Linked DNA regions of Hordeum vulgare: region 1 is linked to region 2. The links are chromatin contacts, called in public Hi-C maps. All regions are on one chromosome and are shown on one strand. Each heading gives the region's core, a stretch centred on a gene start, on an enhancer-like site or on the middle of the called end of the contact. The rest is flanking DNA. Distances are from core to core; before and after follow the strand shown.

Region 1 (3,212 bases), core at 121-2,620, 300 kb before region 2:
TTTTCCGTGCTTTAAAAAATTGTTCATCTTCCAAATTTGTTTAGGATTTTTCAATATTGTTCTTGATTTCAAAATTTGCTCTTAAAATTCAAAAAATGTTCGTGCTTTAAAAATTTATTCGCGCTTCCAAATTTGTTTGGGGTTTTTCAAATTTGTTCTCAGTTTCAAAATTTGTTCTCAAGATTCAAAAATGTTCGTGCTTTAAAAAATTGTTTGCGCTTCCAAATTTGTTTATGGTTTTTTAAATAGTTCTCAGTTTCAAAATTTGTTTTCAAAATTCAAAAAATGTTTGTGCTTAATTTTTTTTTGCGCTTTCAAATTTGTTCGAGGTTTTTCAAAATTGTTCTCCTTTTCATAATTTTATTCTAAAGATCCAAAAAATGTTCGTGCTTTAAAAAATTGTTTGCGCTTCCAAATTTGTTCACGTTTTTTTAAAATTGTTCTTGGTTTCAAATTTTTTCTCCAAATTCAAAAAATGTTCGTTCTTTAGAAATTTGTTGTGCTTTCAATTTTTTTGGGTTTTTTCAAAATTGTTCACATTTTCATAATTTTGTTCTCAAGATTGAGAAAATGTTCGTGGTTGAAAAATTGTCCGCACTTCCAAATTTTGTCACTTTTCAAAATTTTGTTCTCAAGATTCAAAAAATGTCCGTGCTTTAAAAATGTGTTCTCGGTTTCAAAAATTGTTCTCAAAATCCAAAAAATGATTGTGCTTTAAAATTTGTTCGTCCTTTCAAATTTTGTCGTGGTTTTTTAAAATTGTTCTCCTTTTCAAAATTTGATCTCAAGATTTTTTTTCATGATTTAAAAAATTGTTCTTTAAATTCGAAAAATGTATTTGCTTCAATTAAAAAAGAAAAGGAAAAAGGAAATAAAAAACGAACCAAAAAAAGAAAAAACAGAGAAGAAAAAAGGTAACAGGAAAAAAAGAAACAAAACTGGGCCGGCCAAAAAAATATTAAGCCGAGCTTGGCCAGGAGCCCAGCCGAATTTGTCCACAGCGTCCTTTTCAAGCCAACACACAGCTTGCCGTTGCCGTCCCACAAACCCAACACCGAGCCACATCATCAATGCATTTCTCGACCCAGGACCTTGACACGCAACCATACCCACCAACAGGCAGACGCCGTGCTCTTTATGGACCCACCGGTCAGCGAGGTAATCTATAGTTCACCCTGACGCAAAAAAGTCGGGGCGAGGGGAGAGAGCGTGGAGGAAACGCTTTTCGCAGGGCGCCATTTGCGAAATCTTCGAAAGCTCCATTCCAGTTCCGGTCCCCGTTTCAAATCCTCTCGTCCTCCCCAACGCGCCTCGCCAAAATTCCCCACCAAAAACCCTACCGCGCGCCCTCCCTCCGCGCGGCGGTGATATGCCGCCGGCGACCGGCTCCGCGGCCGGGCTCGCGGCGGCCGTCCTCGCCGCGTCCACGCCGCGGGCCGCGGCGGCGGCCGTCTCGTCCGTCGCGGACTTCCTCCGCCGCCACCGCTCCGGCGCCAACCAGCCGCGCGCCTTCTTCGCCGACGCGCTCCCGGCGCTCCTCTTCCGCCTGTTCGTCTCCAGCTCCCCCGCCTCGCCGTGCTTCCTCGACCTCGCCGCTGGCGACGCCGCCCTCGCCAACCTCATCGCGTCGCTCCTCTCCCCCTCCGGGCCGCTCCTCGTCGCCATCTCCGCCGCGGATCGCCACTCCCTCGCTCGCTTCACGTTCCCTCGCGAGCGGCTCCCCGATTGGCTCGGTTTCGCGCTGTCGTCCACCGCGGCCTCCTCCGATAAGGTGATCTCGCCGCTCCTCGCGGGCCGCGTCGGCTCCAAGCTTCATCTCTCGGTGTTCGAGTACTACCTTTTCTGGTTCGCGTACTACCCCATCTCCGCCGCCACGGCCAAGGCAGCCGCCCGCGCCTCGAAAGGATCGACCTCCACTTCGAAACCCTCGCTTAAGCCACGCGTTCTCCTCGAGAGTTGGGTGTCCACCCTCACATCCACGACCGGCCGCAATCCCGATCGGAAGCCCGATAGATCGCTATACCTGAAGCTTCTGTACGCCTACCTTAAGGAGTTCGTGCCCAGGGACTGCGCCCCGCCACGTGCTGGTTTCGGTACATTGCTGCATCGGGATGCCAGAGATGGTGTAGACGCTGCTGGATCCTTCAGACGAGCCGAGTTCTTCGTGCACACACTCGTACAGTTCTGGCTTGTTGGGGACGATTTCTCGCCGCTGCCTGTTCGGACTTGCCGTTCCTATGGGTTGCCTTTACTGTCACTTCTGTCTCGCGCAAATCCTACACTGTCTGAGAGACTGCCAGCTCCAGGACTTGGAGATGCAGTGAAGCTGTTGGTGATGTATTTGACCAGGAGCAGTGTCTGCAAACTCGCTGACACATGCAATGTGTTTGATGGAATGCTCTCAAGGAAGGAGTCGTGTGACAGTCCCGCTAGCTACTGGAATCCATTGATGCAGAGACCATTGTATCGGTTTGTGCTAAGGACGTTCATGTTCTGCTCCAGGGATGCAGATATCAAGAACATTGCTCAGGTCTTTTCTGCTTGGGTGGTCTATATGGAACCATGGAAGGTTCAGCAAGGTGGTCTGAATGAGTACGATCTGCCACCTCCTGGCGGACGAAATGTGAATTGCGTTACTGATGGAAAGATGCAAAGGTGTGATGTAGGGTACTCTCCAGCATGGCAGGGGTTCGTGCTGTCCAACTATTTGTTCTATAGTTCACTGGTAGTCCATTTCTTGGGGTTTGCTCATAAGTTTATTCATTCTGATGTCGTTTCAGTGCTGCAAATGGTATCAAAGGTTAGTACACACTTATTGGGTCATATTTCCAGAAGTATGCCCACCTTCTGCACAATGGAATCATATCAGTGTAATCTTGCATTTGTTAGACATCATGCATATGCGACTATTATCCGGACAGTTCTGAATTTTGCTTAATGTGTTAATCCAAAGTTTATTCAAATCATGACAGCAAATTCAACAAAAGTAAGCCTTTCAGTACTTGATATTTGTTGAACTAATGGCCATTTGCTGTCTTGCTGCTGTTTGGATTGTTCAGGTATTGGAAGTTTTGGGTTCCTCGGAATTATTGGGGCTTATCTACAAAGTTGATGCTGCTTATCATTCTAGAGTTTCTGATCCCCAGTCATGTTGTTTGGATCATGTGCTCAAGTATGTGTCAACTATCCGTGAGCAGCTACAGGTAGGAAGT
Region 2 (3,373 bases), core at 104-2,603:
GTGTCCCAAAGGCCAACAAGGTAGCATCCTCAGCTTTATTACCAGGCCCTAAACTCTTGTATATATCTTTACGCCTCCTAACATATGATATCTTCTTCTTCCTTTTTAACTCTTCATCAGGTTGAAACGAATCCAGTGCTCTATCATTATTCTCCTGATATGTCCAGACTGTGGTTCTACAATCATCCTGAACAGGGTACACACAACCACTACTTTCACTGCCTTCTAAACCAGACAGCAAAGACCGGCATCTATCATAGTCACTTGGCAATGATCCACCGCCAGAAACAGCACAGCACAACCCAGCAAAGCAAGTTTTCCGCATATCTACACCGCACCATAATGAAACAAACACCCTGAAATCAATTGTCTTAACCAAAGGCTTCAGTGGGGACAGATCAACTATGTCACCCATCGAAACATACCTGAAACGTAAAAATTCAGAATGAAGACTTGATTCTCATGATGTTATTCCAAATCCATAATGAACATGGAAGCCCATTGTGAACACTGCAAGCTAGAAAAATTATATCATTATTGTGCTAATTAGTAGAGTGAGTACTCCGCAGTGTAAGTGTGTAACAACCACATTACATCTCTATATCCAGATTTCTCTTGGCAGCAATCTCACCGTACTGGAGTCTCCATCAATTAGGATCAGTGTGATTCCAAATCATGAAGATTGCCTAGCATTCTTACATTTTTGGTGTTTGCATTGTTAACATTCTAATGAAGCTTTAATACCTCGCAACATGATTGATTACTAAAGCCCATCATTCCAAAGAATCAGTAAACCGAGCAGACGCAACGCAGAGAAGGTGTGGTGTGGCCTTTACCTCTGCTCCCGGAGGAGCTGCATGGCGTGGTCCCAGACGGCGGCTCGGAGGTCGGAGGGTTCGGCGACCCTGAACTTTGGGCAGCTCCCGAGGGCGACGGCGTGGTGGTCGAGCACGGGGGGCACGACGAGGGTGCGGTTGAGCAGCGCGGCCGCAACCGCAGCGTTCCGCAGCTCGCCCACCTGGTTGCTGAACCCGCTGTGCGGTGCGTACCAGAGGAACCTCTCTCCCTGCAGCTCCGCGGAGCGCCCACACCTCGGGGTGCCGCCGTCACTGCCGGGCGCGGAGGCGGAGAAGGGGAGTAGGGAGCGGAGCAGGGAGGAGTAGGAGGAGGAGAGCAGGAGGGATGCCGGGAGGAGGAGGAACAAGACGGCCACAAGTAGCCGCACGTTCGACCGCGCGCTCCGCCTGCGCCACCGGCCGCGGCTCGCCGGCAGGTCCATCTCGCCGGCGGCCACCGGCAGATCGGATCTTACGGTTGCATCCGATACGAAGTGAGTAACTCTAATGGGTTAGAACTACAGAGTCCATGGGCTCAATTGGACAAGTTAAGCCCAATTTACTTGGGCCCACTGCTCATAGTATCATTTCCAGCCGCAACAAAATCAGAATACCTCCTCAAAAAAAAAAAGAATCCCAGAATCCACAGGGCCGTCGACGGGTGGGACCCCAGAGGTAGTCAAAGGTGTCAGTCAATCTCGCCGGCGACGTGCGGCCGTTTCTCCGCCGGTGGGCGCACGTCAGCAATCCATCCGCCGATAAATTTCTATATCCTCTTTCCCTCCCTCCCTCTCTCCCGCGACACGACACTCTGCCCTTGGACTAGGTGGGCAGGGAGTGATGGCGATAGGGGCGTTCGTGGACGCGCCGGCCGCCGGCTCCGGAGAGTACAGCGGCCGGGTGACGCCGTTCGTGGTGCTGACCTGCATCGTCGCCGGCAGCGGCGGCATCCTCTTCGGCTACGACCTCGGCATCTCCGGTCCGCCTATCTTCCTCACTCCTTTCTAGAGTAGATTGTTAACTCTTTTGGGCTCAACAGAAAGGAATATGAGAACTGAAAGTTGGAAGCTTGACTTGGAAGGAGTTAAAATGGCATTCATGGCTTACTTGCGGTGCATTCATGGCTTCCGTGCCTCGTGGTGGTGCAGATTTTCTCTTCCATTATTGGGACACAAAATCTGATGAGTTCAGGGTGCTTTCCTCTGTTCCATTTTCCTTCAGATCAAGATGATCTAGGTCTAGACTTTTTTGAGGGATTATAGAAAAAGAAAAAAAATGATGCGTTCCATCATTCCATTATTGGGCAATGGATTCGGTGAACATTACGCAATGAACTTAGTTCGACATATGCATTCCATTCCCATTCCCACCCCAAATTCCCTGAAACTGAATGCATGCGGTTCTGAAATCTTCTAGGCGGTGTCACCTCCATGGACTCATTTCTGAAGACGTTCTTCCCGGAGGTGTACCGCCGCAAGCAGGACAGCAATGTCAGCAACTACTGCCAGTTCGACAGCGAGCTCCTCACCGTCTTCACCTCCTCCCTCTATATCGCCGGCCTCATCGCGACGCTGTTCGCGTCGTCTGTCACGAGGAGGTTTGGCCGCCGTGCGTCCATGCTGATCGGTGGAACCGTCTTTATCGCCGGCTCGGCGTTCGGGGGAGCAGCCGTGAACGTGCCCATGCTTCTCCTCAACCGGATCCTGCTGGGAATAGGCCTGGGGTTCACTAACCAGGTAACTCTCTCTGCTGCAATTCAAGCTAATGATCTTTTAAGTCAGTGTGTAACATGTAGTTCAGGAGATTAAAAAAAACTGTAGCACAGTGAAATTTCTTCAGGCATTTGTAGATTTCTAATAGAAAGATCATCCTCCCGGACCCTGCATCAATCCACAAATCTTGTGCGGCTGTGTGGAGCTGTAGAAGCAGTGACACAAGGATTGTGTACAGACATAAGAATCCTGTATATGTAATTTGTCCCAACCTCCAAGTTGATGACAATAGATAGCTACATGCTTGCAATGACAATTTACATGTCTGTCTCCCAAATCCAAAGAATCATTGCATTGACTACCCAATAGGTCGTGTTATCTTGTAGCAAGTGCATATGATGTTTCAGAATAATATTTTACTTTCTCCAAAAAGGACATTGTGAAGTACACTAAATACCTTACTGTGGTTACTGTTAAATTTATTTTTTCAGTCGATCCCATTGTACCTGTCAGAAATGGCGCCACCCCAGTACCGCGGTGCGATCAACAATGGGTTCGAGCTCAGCATCAGCATCGGCATTCTCATTGCAAACATCCTCAACTACTGTGTGGTGAAACTCACGGCAGGATGGGGCTGGAGGATATCCCTATCCATGGCCGCAGTCCCTGCTGCATTCCTGACCATCGGTGCAATCTTCCTCCCTGAGACGCCAAGCTTCATAATCCAGCGGGACGGCGACACCGACAAGGCGAGAGCCCTGCTCCAGAAGCTGCGTGGAACCACCTCTGTGCAGAATGAGCTAGACGACCTGTTCTCTGCTAGCA

The links. A called contact is a pair of places that touch in the nucleus more often than the background predicts.
Region 1: a contact with region 2 is called in a Hi-C map of leaf, with 5 times the contacts expected there. The contact joins the promoter of LOC123439525 here to the promoter of LOC123439454 in region 2. A contact is called at or near these places in 2 of 6 Hi-C or Micro-C datasets (both in leaf).

Annotation. Positions count from the first base shown.
Region 1 is chr1H:387,346,877-387,350,088 of MorexV3_pseudomolecules_assembly, reverse strand. It overlaps LOC123439525, which reads left to right and starts at 1,370. Exons shown (of 6, transcript XM_045116252.1): 1 at 1,370-2,800; 2 at 3,060-3,203. The coding sequence starts at 1,370.
Region 2 is chr1H:387,042,659-387,046,031 of MorexV3_pseudomolecules_assembly, reverse strand. LOC123439454 (O-fucosyltransferase 30) reads right to left here and starts at 1,353. Exons shown (of 2, transcript XM_045116166.1): 1 at 837-1,353; 2 at 1-425. The coding sequence starts at 1,279. It overlaps LOC123439444 (hexose carrier protein HEX6-like), which reads left to right and starts at 1,459. Exons shown (of 3, transcript XM_045116157.1): 1 at 1,459-1,815; 2 at 2,253-2,572; 3 at 3,040-3,373. The coding sequence starts at 1,677.